2 separate regions of the Mus musculus genome follow, and region 2 is linked to region 1. The links are chromatin contacts, called in public Micro-C maps. All regions are on one chromosome and are shown on one strand. Each heading gives the region's core, a stretch centred on a gene start, on an enhancer-like site or on the middle of the called end of the contact. The rest is flanking DNA. Distances are from core to core; before and after follow the strand shown. Region 1 holds the start of Tbx3os1 (T-box 3, opposite strand 1). Region 2 holds the start of Tnrc18 (trinucleotide repeat containing 18).

What was found. Hi-C and Micro-C count contacts between places; a contact is called where the count stands out from the background.
Region 2: a Micro-C map of embryonic stem cells shows a contact between it and region 1, with 21 times the contacts expected there. The contact joins the promoter of Tnrc18 here to the promoter of Tbx3os1 in region 1. A contact is called at or near these places in 3 of 39 promoter capture datasets (cranial neural crest, frontonasal cranial neural crest and maxillary cranial neural crest) and 2 of 484 Hi-C or Micro-C datasets (both in embryonic stem cells).

Annotation. Positions count from the first base shown.
Region 1 is chr5:119,669,221-119,673,135 of GRCm38.p6, forward strand. It overlaps Tbx3os1 (T-box 3, opposite strand 1), which reads right to left and starts at 2,288. Exons shown (of 4, transcript NR_166476.1): 1 at 2,031-2,288. Tbx3 (T-box 3) reads left to right here and starts at 2,013. Exons shown (of 8, transcript NM_011535.3): 1 at 2,013-3,184. The coding sequence starts at 2,796.
Region 2 is chr5:142,816,012-142,819,926 of GRCm38.p6, forward strand. It overlaps Tnrc18 (trinucleotide repeat containing 18), which reads right to left and starts at 1,651. Exons shown (of 28, transcript NM_001122730.3): 1 at 1,261-1,651.

The DNA of each region.
Region 1 (3,915 bases), core at 1,038-3,537:
CACCAGGGAAAGCTCAGGGCTGGCGCCAAACGCTCTTAACCTTGTACATCAAAACACGTAAGACTGGAAAAGCTCGTGGCCTCAAATGTTCTGCCCTACCTGGGAGAAGGAACTGCCTATTCACCCAATAGCTGCTAGTTTGAACCTGCAGTTGGGAAAGGGGTCCTGGGCGAGGAGTTGGGGGAGGCCCCCAGGGGGAAAATCTAGGCGCAAATGGTCCACACGGAAACATTGAAAGCTTAATCTCTAGGCCCGGAAACCCAGCCTCCTTTCTGTTCCCTTTCCAAGCAAAGGTCTTGTCCCAGGAAAACTAAAAATTCTGCTAAGTTGCCCTCCATTTAAACTGGAATGTCCCAGTTCGCCTTTACCCACAAACAAGGACTGCAGGTTTGCGAGGGGAGTCCTACAGGGTCACCCAACCAAAGTCTGATCGATCAGTTGGCCTTCCTCCCCACCCTAGGATGAGCGGAGACCTTAGTCTCCCGACATCTGGGGTAAATGGGGGTGGGAGACGTTTCACGGTTTGTTTTACAAATTCGCCCCCGACGTCTGCCACGATAAGTCCCCAGGATAGAGCAGGAGCGGAGGCACCCAGAGATAAGTGTGATGCCTGAGGAAGATACGAGGCTGGTGCACCTCCCCCCGAGCAGCTCTCCAAGCCCAGAGCGGCAGCTCCCTACCGAGCTGGCCCGGAGGTGAGGGCAAAGGCTCTCAGGAGACAGGCCCGCAGTTCCAGGCGCTCACTTGTTTCAGCTGCTTCGTTCTCTCTACACCCACACCCCCATCCGGGTGGAACACTGGTGTCGTCATCCGAATGGAAGAGGAGCTGGGCTCAAAAGGGTCAGTAAATACATTTTTTAAAAAAAAAAGGAGCGAGCCGAGCGTAGACTGGGCCAGGCGCGCAGGCCTTGAATGCATTTGCGTGGTTTATTTTTCCGCGTGGGGGCTCGGTCTCAGTATGTCGGCGCGCGTTCGGGCCCAGAATCCCAAGGGGCATTTGGGTCTCTGCACGTGGCTGCGGGTGGGGAGCAGGCAGCGGGCAGAAAGATTGGTGGGATCCCCTGCGCTAGTGGCTCGGGAATCCGAAGCACCCGGGCGCAGGAGCTAGAGGATCTGACTCAGAGGTGGCTGGGCGGTTCCATGTGGGGCTCCCTTCAGAGCTACGCGAGCCTGGAGCTTTTGTTAAGGCTTATTGGCCGAAAGAGAGGTTCGGCGGCCAGCTCGGCTAGCCCGGGGCCCGGGAAAGGGAAGAAGCTGCAGATCCGCACAAGAGAAGCGGCCGCGGGCTTGAACTGTAGCGCTCGGAGCGCGCGAGAGGCGAGCGCCCCTGCCCGGCGCCTCGGAAGCCGGGCAAGCTGCCTGGCTCCCGCCCTCGCTCCCTCCCCCTTCCTCCCTGGCCCAGCCTCCTCCCCGGATCCCCCGGCTTGGATGGCTGAGGCCTTTCAGACGTAGGCTGAGCTGAGGAGCCGCGGCGAGCTCTCAGGCTGCTGCGAACTCTCTTCTGGATCAGCCACCTAGAGGCGACTTTGGTGAGCGCGCGGCGCCCTGGTGGCTCCCCGCCCTCCCCTCTGATCATGTTGACATAAACGCAGGACAGGCCGTAGTACCGCGCGGCGCAGCGACGTTCCAGTTTCCGACACCTTCTTTTTATAACTCGGCTCTATTCCCCCAGCACTCGACCTGTGAAAACCACGCCTATGCAGCCACACAATTGGTCCGAAAGCGTCAAAGAGCCAATCAACAAGCCTCGGGCTCCCGCAGCCCACAGCGCTGCCGGACCGTCCAGAGCCGCCGAGCAGACGCCCGGGGAATTCTAGAGGCGGAGGAGGGTGGCGAGGTGCTCGCTCGCTCTCTTTCTCTCTTTCTCTCCCTCCCTCTACTTGCCTACTCCAGCTCCCAATCACTCCGTTCTCTTCCTTCTTTCCTATTTTTTTTTTTTTGCACCCGTCTTCTTGATCCTCCCTCGCCCTGCGTGCCCGGACGCTGATTTTTTTTTAATTTATTATTTTTAGGAAAGCGATTTCGCTCACGTTTTTTTAGCACAAGGAAGACAGCCGGCTCCCCGAGGCAGAAGATCGCAGGCACCATTCGCTCGCCACCCAGACTCTGCGCGCAGCCCGGAGCCAGAGAGGAGGATCGCGAACCGAAGCCAGCTTCGCAGTTCTAGTTTTGAAAGCGCCGCTGGAAAGGGGCTTAAATCGCTTTTTTTTTTTTTTTTTTTTTAAAGGAGAGACTTTTCCTCCCCCCCTTGATCTCGCTGCCTGTGAAAGCCAGAGTCTAGCTCAACTAAGACGCCTCCTGCGAGAAAGCCAGAGAAGAGCTAGGGGGCGGGGGAAGGAGTCGAAAAAAAGGTTAAAAAAAAAAGTCTCCGAGAACCTTGCGCTTTGGCAACAAAGAGCGTGGGAGCCGGGGAGCCACCCCGGGAAAGGGCTGCAGTGTCTATTTCCAGCTAAGCCACAGGGCTTGGGCGCCAGTCGAGCCCCTGCTTGCTGCTTGCCCTACTGAAACCGACTTCCAGGAGCGGCTTTTCCAACACACTCCACGCACCAGGACAGCCCCTGCAGCGGCTATGTCTCCAGATCTGCTGCCGCTTTGTCCTCTTTAAAAGCGGCGTTCTCTTCCCCCCAAAGACACTTTCCCCCTCCCTTTCAAACGCTTTATTTGTAATTTGCCCTCTTTTTTATTTTAAACAAAACTATGCGTCGCTGTTGAATTTTTTAATTATTATTTTTGAAAAGCAACAACAAAAGCGGAGCCAAGCCAGCAGCTGCGGACTGGTTCCCTGTCTGGAGTGGATGAGCCTCTCCATGAGAGATCCGGTTATCCCTGGGACAAGCATGGCCTATCATCCCTTCCTACCTCACCGGGCGCCGGACTTCGCCATGAGCGCGGTACTGGGCCACCAGCCGCCTTTCTTCCCCGCGCTAACGCTGCCTCCCAACGGCGCCGCGGCGCTCTCGCTCCCCGGAGCTCTGGCCAAGCCCATCATGGATCAGTTAGTGGGGGCTGCTGAGACCGGCATCCCTTTCTCATCCCTGGGACCCCAGGCACATCTGAGGCCTCTGAAGACCATGGAACCCGAAGAAGACGTAGAAGATGACCCTAAGGTGCACCTGGAGGCCAAGGAACTTTGGGACCAGTTTCACAAGCGGGGTACAGAGATGGTCATCACGAAGTCAGGAAGGTAAGTAAGTAATCAGTGGGGGACCCCTCCCCCCAAACCATCTGAAAAATTTCACATCTCTTTTGTCTGACTCTTAAAACAGTAGATTCTGGCTGACTGTTGACGTTTGAAACGAAAACTTCCTGTCCCCCCAAATATGCGGAGACTCCAGGGCCCTGCCTTAAGGGTCAGGAAGTTTCAGCCTACCCGGGCCCTCAGTATGGTTCCTAGGGACTCGTATCCGGGGTTCCTTACAAAATACAGGGTGTTTTCCATTGAAGGAGACCGCGCACTCGGCTTCTGCAGCATTCGAGAAAATCACCTTGTTGCAGGAAGCCCGTTTGTGAAGCCATTCTGAAATATTCTTTACGTTTAGTTCTTTCTGTTGGATTTTATTTCCCAGGACAGACCTTAAAGCCCCTCTTAGACAGCAGTGGGAGACCCGGGAGGATTCCGCAGGCCCTTTCTACTCTTCAGCCTTGTCCCTGGGGCTGAAGGGGACCTAAGCCTGATGGTGTGAGACAGAGAAATCAGTGGAAGAGGGGAGGACCTTCGGGTTTCTTTCCCGTTGCCATCTCCGGAGTCTGCAAGCCCAGGGAAACCGTAGCAGGCAATTTTTACAATTAAGGTTATGTGTGTAGACCCAAGGAACCCATGAGACTATGCACCTTGTATTTGAATATTGTTACCACTTTACGTAATGTTTAGTGCCCTTGCCTGACCGAAATAAGTCTATTAAGGACCCCAATGAC
Region 2 (3,915 bases), core at 401-2,900, about 23 Mb after region 1:
TTTACCAAGGTCAGATACGAAACGGGTTTATTTTTAAAGGAAGATCACCGCCCCCCTCCTGCTGCCCCCGTTGGGCCATTGGGAGTCGCAGAATCCGAGTCCCCGAGACGTGGCATTCTCGCCCGTGAACTGGAAAAAGACTCCTTCAAAACAAGATTTGGTTTCATTTTCCAACGCCCGGGCCTGGGAATACCGATGCCCGGAGAACGTGGCTTGGTGTGGAGGATTTGGGGATCATCAGAGAAGAAAGAAGGGGTCTCCAAAGATCTCAATTCTACCCTAGCTTTGTGACCCACACACCCCCAAAATAACCTACAAAGGAAAAAAAATAACTTAACAGCGCGGGCCAGCGGAGGGGCGCCTCCCCAGCATCGGGTAAACCCTCCTGTAAGTCCTATTTAAGCTGTTTGTTTAAAAGATCTGTCGCTTTCCTGTTCCCGAGGGGGTAGGGAGGTCTCAGAGAGCCCACCCTTCCCTCCCTGACTACCAGCCCCAGGCTACTCTAGACCCCCTGGTTCCGGGAGAACCGGGGCGCTCTAGCAGACGGAGACTAAGCCACAGCTCCCGGGTGACCAGCCGCCCTACGCCCAGACCCAAAAGTCCTCTTCCCCCAACTTTGCTAAGGACGCCTATTTTAACGTGGCTTTGGTTACAACACCCCCTCTTCCTCTCGCCCGCCCTCGCTCTTTATCAGGCTCTGGTTACCAGAATCGCGTTTACTTTTGAAAAAATCTAGGATCGTCACAGCCCGGGATACTTGTCTCAAAGGCGCCAGGAGCTTCCCGCATACACTTAAAGATAATATTCATTAAAGGCAGCGTTTTGAAAAAGGCAGAGCCCAGGCGCCCCACTTTAAGGAAGTCGGGGTGAAGCCCTACGGAGCAGCCTTTGCCATGGTCGAGAAGCTGGCGTGGCTATCTGCGGGGTTCCACTGCGTCCTTCTCTACTTTTCCCCTCTTAAATGCAGCTAAAATGGCTGAATTCCGGCTTTTAATTAAAAACAGCCTATAATCGAAACCGTCTCGGCGTCCCCGGGCTAGCCCGCCGCCTGCCGGGAACCAAGTAGGGAACCGCCGCCCTCGGCGGTGCTGCAGACTGAGAGCTCGGGTGGGAGTCCAAGGCGCAGCGATGCGTCCTCTCCCCCTGATCCCTGCCCTCCGCTTCCCTTCTGGGGACCCCGACTGTTTCGGGGACCTTCTGCTTTGCGGACCCAAGGGGTACGCTGCACAAGTTCGGGGAGCATCGGGGCCCGGAGCGTACCTGGCGCGGCGGGGCTCCGGGCTCCAGGCTCCGACGGCGACTCCGGCAACCGCCGCGGTTCCTGGCGCGGCTAGGCGCCCGTACTGCCCGCCATCCCTCGGCCGCCGCTCCCCTCCGCCACCCGCAGCCGCCTCACACTTTTTGCCCGCCTTTCCTTTTTTTGGTAGAAAACCGCTCCCCGGGCCGGGCGCGCGGCGCGCCAACTCCTCCGCCCTCCCGCGGCCCCGCTCCCGCAGCCCCCGGAAAAGCCAGCTTTCCTCCCGCCGAGCTCCCCGCTTTTTAATAAAATCCAGGTAGCGCCGGTTTAAAGAATCCCAAATCTCCATATACAGCCCGGGATTGGAAAAGGTACATTACACAACCCCCCTTTCAAGTTCCTCTCGCTGGATCTAAAAAAAAAAAAAAAAAAAAAAAAGCGAAGGGGGGGCTTAAGGGGGACGGGGGAGGGGAGCCTCGCAGGCGAAGAAACACGCATTGTTCCCGGGTGCCCGCCCCCCCCTTCGGGCCAGCCCCCGGCCGCAGCGCATTGGTCCCGCTCGCCGCCCATCACGCGCATGTAAACACCTTGGCCCTCAGCCATTCCTATAAAACCAATTACGGACCTCGGGGCTCCAGCAGTTTCCAGGCTCCCCACGGCGGGGCTGAATGATCAAAACTGGTGGTGAGAATTTTTCCGAGCCGTTTCTAGGCAGCCCTCCCCCACACCAGCTCCAGCAGACCCCCCCCTTCTTTCTCCTTCTCCCTCCCCCCACATCCCAGCCCCTCCTCCTGCGTCTGGGCTGAGTGATCAAAATAGAGGAAGATGGTTGTCGCCGCAATCCCGGGCATTGCAAGGCCTCCTGTCAGCTTCCTTCTTCGGGAGGAGGTGACAAGCTAGCCGGGAAGAGCCGGGAACCGGCGAGCTGCTCATTGCGCCCGCGCCCGGCGCTCCCTCTCTAGGGTGCCACTCCAAAGAGCGAGGTTCAGACGAAAAATAACAAGGCCTGCTTCTCTCTCGCTTGCTCGCTCACTCTCGCCTTTTAAAATAAAGCAGCGATTCATTCCCTTTCCCCCTAGCAGTCGCGGTCGGGTGGGGTGGGCAGGCAGGCGACAAGGCCTTTTTTTTTTCCTTTTGCCCCTGCCTGCGGGTCCCCTCCCTGAAACGCGGTGTCAGAAGGCTTTACTGATTAATATTTTGGACAGGCCGCGGCGGTCGGCAGCGGTGAGTTGCATCTTATAAAAGGTTCCTATAGAAACCCGGGCTGTGGGGCTCTGCGGCCGAGTGCGCACCGCGCGCCCCTCCCCAAAGCCCCTTTTGGCGTGGGCGCCCCTCCTTCCCCCTTTCCCCGCCAAGAAAAACCAGAGCAGAAAAAAGGATTAGATCGGCGGAACGCGAGCTGAATCCCTCTCGGTTCTGACATTTCAGCCCTATTAGCATTTCTCCACGGGGCCTTCTGAAACCTATTAAGGTGTAATATTAAAAACCTCTTGGCTGGGGGCCTCTCTCGCCTTCCATCCGCCGCGCCCCCTCCAGGGAGGGCGAGACCGGGAAAGGGAAAAAAAAAAATCTGTTGAGCTCAGAGGAAGCAAGCCAAGCCCAAAAGTGCTTGGCTGGCCACGGCGGCCAGAGGGGGAGGGGAGCACTAATCCCCCAGACTTTGTACTTTTATTTTGCTCTTTCAGCAAAAAAAAAAAAAAAAAAAAAAAAAAAACTTTCGAAGTTAAGTGGCAGGGAGCCGCCGACGGCAGTCTACCTGACTGGGGACCCAGGGAGTGTGATCCTTGCCGAAGGGACCCGTTCTAAAGGGTGGGGAGATCCCCTGCACCCTCTCGGAGCCCGAGCCCAGCTAGGCATTACCTACCCTGGAAAGGAAGCTTGGAAAGACAGAGAGCCTTGCAGATCCTACCTCGAGAGCAACTATAGGGTTTTAATTAAAACAAAAGAAGCCCGCTCTTTCGCCCTGCTCTGCGGACTCAGCGTTTTCCTGCTGCTGCTATTTTTTTTTTAAGAAAATCCATTTTTAAGGCAATTTTTGAGAGTTTTTTTTTAATGAGCTAGTTAGTGCTCATCCGTTCTATTTTTCTTTCCTCCACTTTTAGAAGGAAAAAAAAAGAGGGAAGATTCGAGAGAGAGCTGGGGGTGTCTAATTTAATTCCAGGATAAATTTGAAGGGGGGAAAAAATTCAGCCTCTTGAGAGCAGTTTCAAGTTGCCCTTCCTGGAGCTTTCTGGGCTGGTTTCTAGGCTGCCCTCTTTTAGAAGCTGGAGCTCGGTGGGGGGAGGAGAGAGGAGGGAGAAGAGAGAGGGAGAGGGAGAGAAAAGAACGAAAATAGCCGGAGCTGAGGGGAACTGAGCGGCGGTGTCCGCGCGCTCGGAGCTGGGCGACGGGGTCTCAGTGGCAGCCAGGGGCGACCGGAGGCGACCGGTGCTGCCCGGGGACCGGCAGGAGCAAAGACGGAGAGAGGGGGGTTAGAGAAAGGAGGTATTGTGTCTGTGTGCCTTAGGGGAGGGGGGGAGTTGATTGCAAGAAATAAAATAAATGCTGTTAAGCTGCGAGGGCTTCTGGAAACAAGAGAGAAACGGGCTGAGGGGGTGGGGGGCGCCTAGTGCCCTTGAGTCTTATCCAGAGGCCTTTGTGGGTTCCTAGTTAAACCCTCCCACGCCTCAGTCGCTCGC